2 separate regions of the Mus musculus genome follow, and region 1 is linked to region 2. A link is a contact called in public HiChIP or PLAC-seq data. All regions are on one chromosome and are shown on one strand. Each heading gives the region's core, a stretch centred on a gene start, on an enhancer-like site or on the middle of the called end of the contact. The rest is flanking DNA. Distances are from core to core; before and after follow the strand shown.

Evidence for each region. HiChIP or PLAC-seq counts read pairs in DNA pulled down with a chosen protein or histone mark.
Region 1: a contact with region 2 is called in an H3K27ac HiChIP or PLAC-seq map of embryonic stem cells, with 5 read pairs. The contact joins the enhancer-like site here to the promoter of Jph4 in region 2. A contact is called at or near these places in 9 of 39 promoter capture datasets (the C10 cell line, the HPC-7 cell line, cranial neural crest and 5 more), 10 of 484 Hi-C or Micro-C datasets (8-cell embryo, cerebral cortex, embryonic stem cells and 2 more), 15 of 115 datasets of contacts at active chromatin or transcription factors (the HPC-7 cell line, bone marrow-derived macrophages, craniofacial prominence and 8 more) and 3 of 9 other capture datasets (adipose tissue, liver and pancreatic islet).

What each region holds. Positions count from the first base shown.
Region 1 is chr14:55,046,600-55,049,797 of GRCm38.p6, reverse strand. No RefSeq gene overlaps it. Among named protein-coding and RNA genes, the nearest start is that of Ngdn, 33 kb to the right of the region's middle. Within about 2 kb of position 1,472, at least 10 of the 459 cell types and tissues checked have an H3K27ac peak or open chromatin away from gene starts, as enhancers often do. A contact at or near this core is called in 8-cell embryo and embryonic stem cells, where this site is marked.
Region 2 is chr14:55,115,297-55,118,381 of GRCm38.p6, reverse strand. It overlaps Jph4 (junctophilin 4), which reads left to right and starts at 1,447. Exons shown (of 6, transcript NM_177049.5): 1 at 1,447-2,391; 2 at 2,937-3,085.

The DNA of each region.
Region 1 (3,198 bases), core at 223-2,722, 69 kb after region 2:
TTAGCCAGCACCGGGCAGTGATGGCACATGCCTTTAATCCCAGCACTTAGGAGGCAGATCTCTGAGTTCGAGGCCAGTCTGGTCTATAGAGTGAGTTCCAGAACAGCCAGGGCTACACAGAGAAACCCTGTCTCAAAAAACAAAAAACAACAACAAAAAAAGAATTAGCCAGCACAGACAGACCAACACTTTCAGAGGACAGAGTCCTTAGCAACCATCAGGTTTAACAGAGTCAGCTGGGAATCTGGGTGGGTATTGCTTGACCTCAGTGACCTCAGCCTCAGGAGAGAGTTTGTCAATTACACACAGCTCCTGAGAGGCTCCACAGCCCCTCTTTTTTCTGGCCTGCCCTTAACTTCCCTTGCTTTTGGACCCCACAGCGTCTGGGGGCTTCAGGAGACTACCCCACACGCCTTGAGTGTGTTAGGCTGTAACAGCAGCTTGTGCTTCACACAGTGCCCCCAAATGTCCTGGACATCCTGACCTAGAACTTTGTTCTAGCTCTCTGCGACCTCTCTTCTGGAATGGCTCATACTATACCTCTATCCTCTACCCCAACCTCAAGCCCACAGTATCTGAGACTCCAGACGTGTTCATACCAATTTCCCTTTCTCTATTCACTTTGCTAAATCCCTGAGGCCATTTCACCTCTGTGTCACTGACCTCAGGATTCAACAACCCCGCCCCCACCCCGTGTGAGTGCGAGAGTGTGTGTGTGTGTGTGTGTGTGTGTGTGTGTGTGTGTGTGTGTGTGTGTGTTTGCCTGCCTGCATGCATGTGTATCATGTGTGTCCCAGTTCCCAAAGAAACCAGAATGGCATTGGATCCTCTGGGACTGGAGTTGCGGACAATTACAAGCTGCCACGCTGGGAATCAAACCTGGGACCTCTGCAAAAGCAGGAAGTGCTCTAACCCACAGAGCCATCCCTCCAGCCAGAAGACGTTTTATGTCAGCTGGGACATGTGACCCACTGGCACAAAGAGACACTAAGCCAGGCCTCTGTCAGCTTCGGAACATCACTCTCATGAAGACCCAATTCCGTACAGCTCATCTTTTCTTGGCCCATTCATGGATAAAGGGGGACAAAGTGAAGTCCCTTTCTCAGAAGTGAGAGAAAAGAAATTAGAAACTAGAAATTCTCACAGGATACAGTTGTTTGTTCTACACACACACACACACACACACACACACACACGAAAAAAAATGGGTGTTATACCTAGCTACTTACAGTCTACCATGTCTGGATAGTTTCTCTGAGCACCGTGTAAAATGGAGGACTCTCTTTTCTTAGTGGGGCTTCCATTTCTCTGCCTGATCTGGGGATCCTGACCCATAATCTTCTACCTGAAGAGGAATGTCACATAGTCCTTGGCAAACCTACAAGTTCAGCTTCCTCTTTCCCACTAAGCCTGCCCAGCAAGTACCTGGGATTCCTAGAATACCTATCTCTCCATATGAATAGGCATTCACAGGACTTTAAACTCCAGCCAACTGTTTCATTCAACCTGAAAATGCCTTCTCACTCTCCAAAGTTCATATATAGTCCCTGGGTCACCCCGATAAAGACATGAGTGCAAGCTAAGAGCAGCTAGGAGAGCTGTTTCATTAACATCCTTGAAGAGCACTCATACCAAGATGGGGGCATGATAGTCTAGGGCTCTACCACTAACCACAACCCAAACCTCAGGACAGAGTTTTAAAGAAAGCTATCTGCTAAATTATTCCTTTTCCTGTGAATGAGAAGGCAAAACTCTAGCTCACTGGAATCGTGGATTCCAACCCAGTTCACCTTCCCTTCCAGAGTCTATTCTACCTCTCAGGCACCTCAGCACAGAGCCATTGTCAGTAGCAGAGGCATTACAGAGCTACGGTACACACGATGGCTATGGAATTATCAAATTACCCTGTGAAGCCTGGCCAGCTCCCTACAATAGTAGCAGTCAGCTATACAATTCAAACTGATAAACTGGATATTGTCTTCTGGAACCAGCACTCTGCCTAACAAGTATTCTCTTTTTTGTTTGTTTGTTTTGTTTTGGGGTTGGTGAGGTTTTTTTGGTTTTTTTTTTTTTTTTTTTTTTTTGTTTTTTTTTTGTTTTTTTTTTTTGAGACAGGGTTTCTCTGTGTAGCCCTGGCTGTCCTGGAACTCACTCTGTAGACCAGGCTGGCCTCGAACTCAGAGATCTGCCTGCCTCTGCCTCCCAAGTACTGGGATTAAAGGCATGTGTCACTATGCCCGGCCTAACTAGTATTCTCTAAGCTTCCTATCAGCATCGGCGAGGAAGGAGAGGCTGGCAAGGGATGAGCATCTAGAGTGAGGCACAGGGGCCAAACAGAGGAATGGAAAGTACTCAGTGCCCATTACTTCTAGAGGTTCCCAACATGAACTACCTACTTTCACCCTCCCACCCAGATGTGCACCCATGTTAGGGCCTTTGTACTTTGATATTTCCTATATAACTGCACAGCCGGCCACTGGCCTTCCCGGTCTTTGTTGGCTGTGATGGGTATTCTTGGTTATCAACTTGACCACATTTGGGATGAACAACAAAATCCAGAATGGAGGGCACACCTGTGAGGTTTTTTTTTTTTTTTTTTTTTCTTGTTTTTCTGCATGACAGGAGGGCTACTGGGTTTGCTGGTTGCACTTCTAATCTGGTAAATATACTTCTAGTTCATGAAGATGGGAGGTGGGAGGACATACCTTTAATCTGGGGCATGTATTCTGCTGGAAGCCAATATACAAGGACCCTGAAGAAGAAAGCACTTGCTCTTTGCCTACTTGCTCTTGCCTTATTAGCAAGTTCATTCCTTTACTGGTGTTACAGCCTACTTCTTTGGGATTCTAGCATCTATAGAAGACCAACTGTGGCATCTAGCCTTGTGGACCGAGCAACTTGTGGATTCTTGGATCTTCTGTTTATAGCCTGCTGTTGTTGGATTTGTTGGTCAATAGCCTGTAAGTCATCGTAATAAATCCCCCTGTATGTGTGTGTGTGTGTGTGTGGAGAGGGAGAGAGAAAGAGAGAGAGAGAGAGAGAGAGAGAGAGAGAGAGAGAGAGAGAGAGAGAGATTCATTCTATAAGTTCTGCTACTGTCTGCCTTCAGTTTCACTGGTGGTAGGTGTGCTACGAGGGTGAAGTTCTTTGCTTTGTTTGCTGGTGTAACCCCAAGTACCAATAGTTCTTGTTACAGGA
Region 2 (3,085 bases), core at 198-2,697:
TGCCTGTAATCCCAGCACTCGGGGAGGATGAAGGAGGAGCCTGGGGAACATAATGAGACCCTGTTTTAAAAAAAAAAAAAAAAAAAAGAGTAGTCTCTGCCCTGGAGAAACTTCTAGAAAAACACAATGTGATTTAGGGATATAGCTCAGCAGACACACAAGCCTACAGCCTGAGCTCAATCCATGGATCCTAGGTGAGAAGCCAGATGCAGTGGCCCACATCTAAGCCTAGCACTCCTAAGGAAAGATGGGAGTCCACAAGAGGATCAGGCCAACTAGCCTGGAGTACATTACACAGAGGAGACAAGAGCTATCTCAACAAGACAGAAGACAAGGACTTCCTCTGATATCTCTCTCTCTCTCTCTCTCTCTCTCTCTCTCTCTCTCTCTCTCTGACACATGCACACACCACCACCCCACTAATATATACATAGTGTGTAGTATGCACACACATGTGCCTGTGTGTGTGTGTACAAGAGAAATCCCTGTTTATTTCGATCTTCATACTCTTTATTTTACCAAAGTACCCAATGTAACCCTGACTTTAGGGGATGCTCCCAAGCACAGACATCTGGAAGAACTGAAGGGCTCGAAAGACACCAAGCTGCCAGCTAGAGCCCAGTGATAGAGCACGCGCTTTATCCCAAGAACCAGAATTCCGTTCCCAACACCAACAAAAATAAAAGTCTGCGTTTAGTGTTCTACTTCTAGCTTTGCCAACTTTGCCAGTGTGCCCCTTGGTGAATGACTTCCCCCTCGGGGCTCTGGATCTCTTTAAATCAGGTGTGGGGATGAGGGGTGGGCAGCGGGGACTAGGTCCTATGGGGAAAGAAAGGCAATTGAGCACACTGGTGCCTCCTTCCCTGTAAACACGCAGGGGCAGGCCAGAGGAAGCTGAGAAGGGAGGGAATGCAGTACGTGAATACCTGTGTGGTCTACTTGTGCTGTCAATCTGGAGAGTGGACTCGAAGAGGTCGATGATGGGCTTAAGGGGCCACAGCAAAAGCCTGCTCAAGCAAACTTGTGTAATTTGCTGTGTTGTGAAAGAGAAGACTCCAGAGCCCTAAGATCTTGGTGGCCTCCTCAAATTTGAGCCCCCTTAATGAACATACCAACACTCCCTTCAGAGGGCCCATCCTAGACAAACTGTTGGTGTCCGCGGAATATTGTGTGCATTAGCTTAGTGGGGCCTCCAGACAGGGCCCCATCTCAAGCTACCTCTAAAACTGTGACAGGGTGGGCGCTGTCTGGTGGAGGAGTTTGAGCTGAATGGGCAGAGGTATCCACGTTCAAATGCCTCCTGGCTTCCGGCCAAGCAGCTGGCAGGTTCATCCCTCTCCCCAGGGTCCTCATAAACACCACTTCCGGACCTCCTGTCTCCATGTGGGCTCTTCCTGCCGGGATTTCTATTCTCATGCCTGCCCTTTCTCTGCAGAGCTTTCTCCCGCTCGTCGCGAGCCTTATTTCGCTCTCTTCTTCTCCCTATGTGATTCTGCTCCCCTCCTTCCCTCCACCCTTGACTTCTCTCCCTAGCTATCTCTCAAGAGTCCTGGAATGGGTCTCCCTCGCCATCTCCCATGCCGGCTATATCTCCCCCTGCCATAGCTCTCACCCCTGCACCTCATTCTTTGTATTCCTCTCGCACTCCCGGTCTCCCCAGCATCTCTCCTCCCCCGCCTGGCTCTGGCCTCCCCCTGCCTCCCCATCTTAAGACTCCTCCCCCTAGCTCCTCTCCCCTCCCCTCCCTCCACCTCACTCCACTCCCTGCCTGCATGCCACGGTTTCTTTCCACCGTGGGGGTCTCTGAGCCTTCCATTCTCCTCTCCGCCTGCCTTCTCCCTCACCTCAGGGGTAGCGAACCCCCTTTTTTTCTGCCTGAGCATCCTCGCACCACCCCCACTGCCACTGACTCTCTCCCCACCCTCTCCTCTCCGCTTCTCTCTGCCCCTTTAAATCTGCCTGGCCCAGCCTCCCCCTTGATGCTGGGTTTGGAGCAAACATTGATTTGTGCTGGGATGGAATTGGAATTTTGATTTTTTTTTTCCTCTCCCAACCATAAGAAGAAAAAAATAAAAACACCCCTTCTTGATAGCCCCCTCCCCTTTCCCATCCAGCCCCCAGCTCCTCTTCGCTGTCTCCGTTCAAGACAGATTTTTTTCCCCCTACACTTATTCTCATCCCCTCCACCCTGCCACTACCTCACCCCCCACACTAGCCTGCACCTTCAGCCGAGGAAAAGGGACTCTCCCATAGCTCCCCCACCTTCCTTCTCTGGGTTGTAGCAGTCTCTCCGGAAGGGAAGGGGGCTTGGCTTGTCCTGGTGAGGTGTGAGTGGAGGGACCCTGCCATGGAAACTGCGCCTGGGAGGCAGCCTGAGCCCCAGCACACATGGTGAGTAACCTGTCCCCTCCCTTTCGCCAGTCTGCCCATCCCTACCCTCATCCCCCACCCCACCCCCAACATCCCCATTCTACCATCGGCCCACCTGGGGCCGGCTTTCTAGCTAGCTACATTTTTACCCCCTTGCCTCCCCCGCACCCGGGTTTGCTAGCGGAGCCAAAGAATCCAGGCAGAGGGGTCCAAATCGCCAGGAAAGCAGGTGTCGGAAGACCCTGCCCTGGCCCCTCCCAGGTCCCCCACCTCCAACTGCCATCCACGCTCCACACTCTGGGGTTCTGGGTTGGAAAAGTAGGACTCGGGATCAGCGCTGGGACCCCAAGTCCCGGGAGGCGCCCTCTACAAGTTGGGAGGGATGGGAAAGCCCCCTTGCCCTCACCGCTTGGGAGCTGCTAAAAGATGCTGCCTAGGGGGGATGGGAGGAGGGCTGGAGGGCGGTGCTGATGCCCTAAAGCTACCGGCAGGGGAGCGGCTGGCAAAGAAGGGGACCTCGCTTTCCACTTGCCTCGCTCTCCACTTGCACCCCTCTTTCTCCGCAGCCACTCAGGATGAGGGTCCGGCCCTGCCTGCCCGCGCTGGGGCCCCTCCGCCCAGCCCCGGTCTAACTGCCCCCGCCCCCAAGCCTCGCCCGGCCCCCAGGCCCCCAGCCGGCTCTCCAGCCCCATGATGCGCTGAGCTGCCGGGGGGC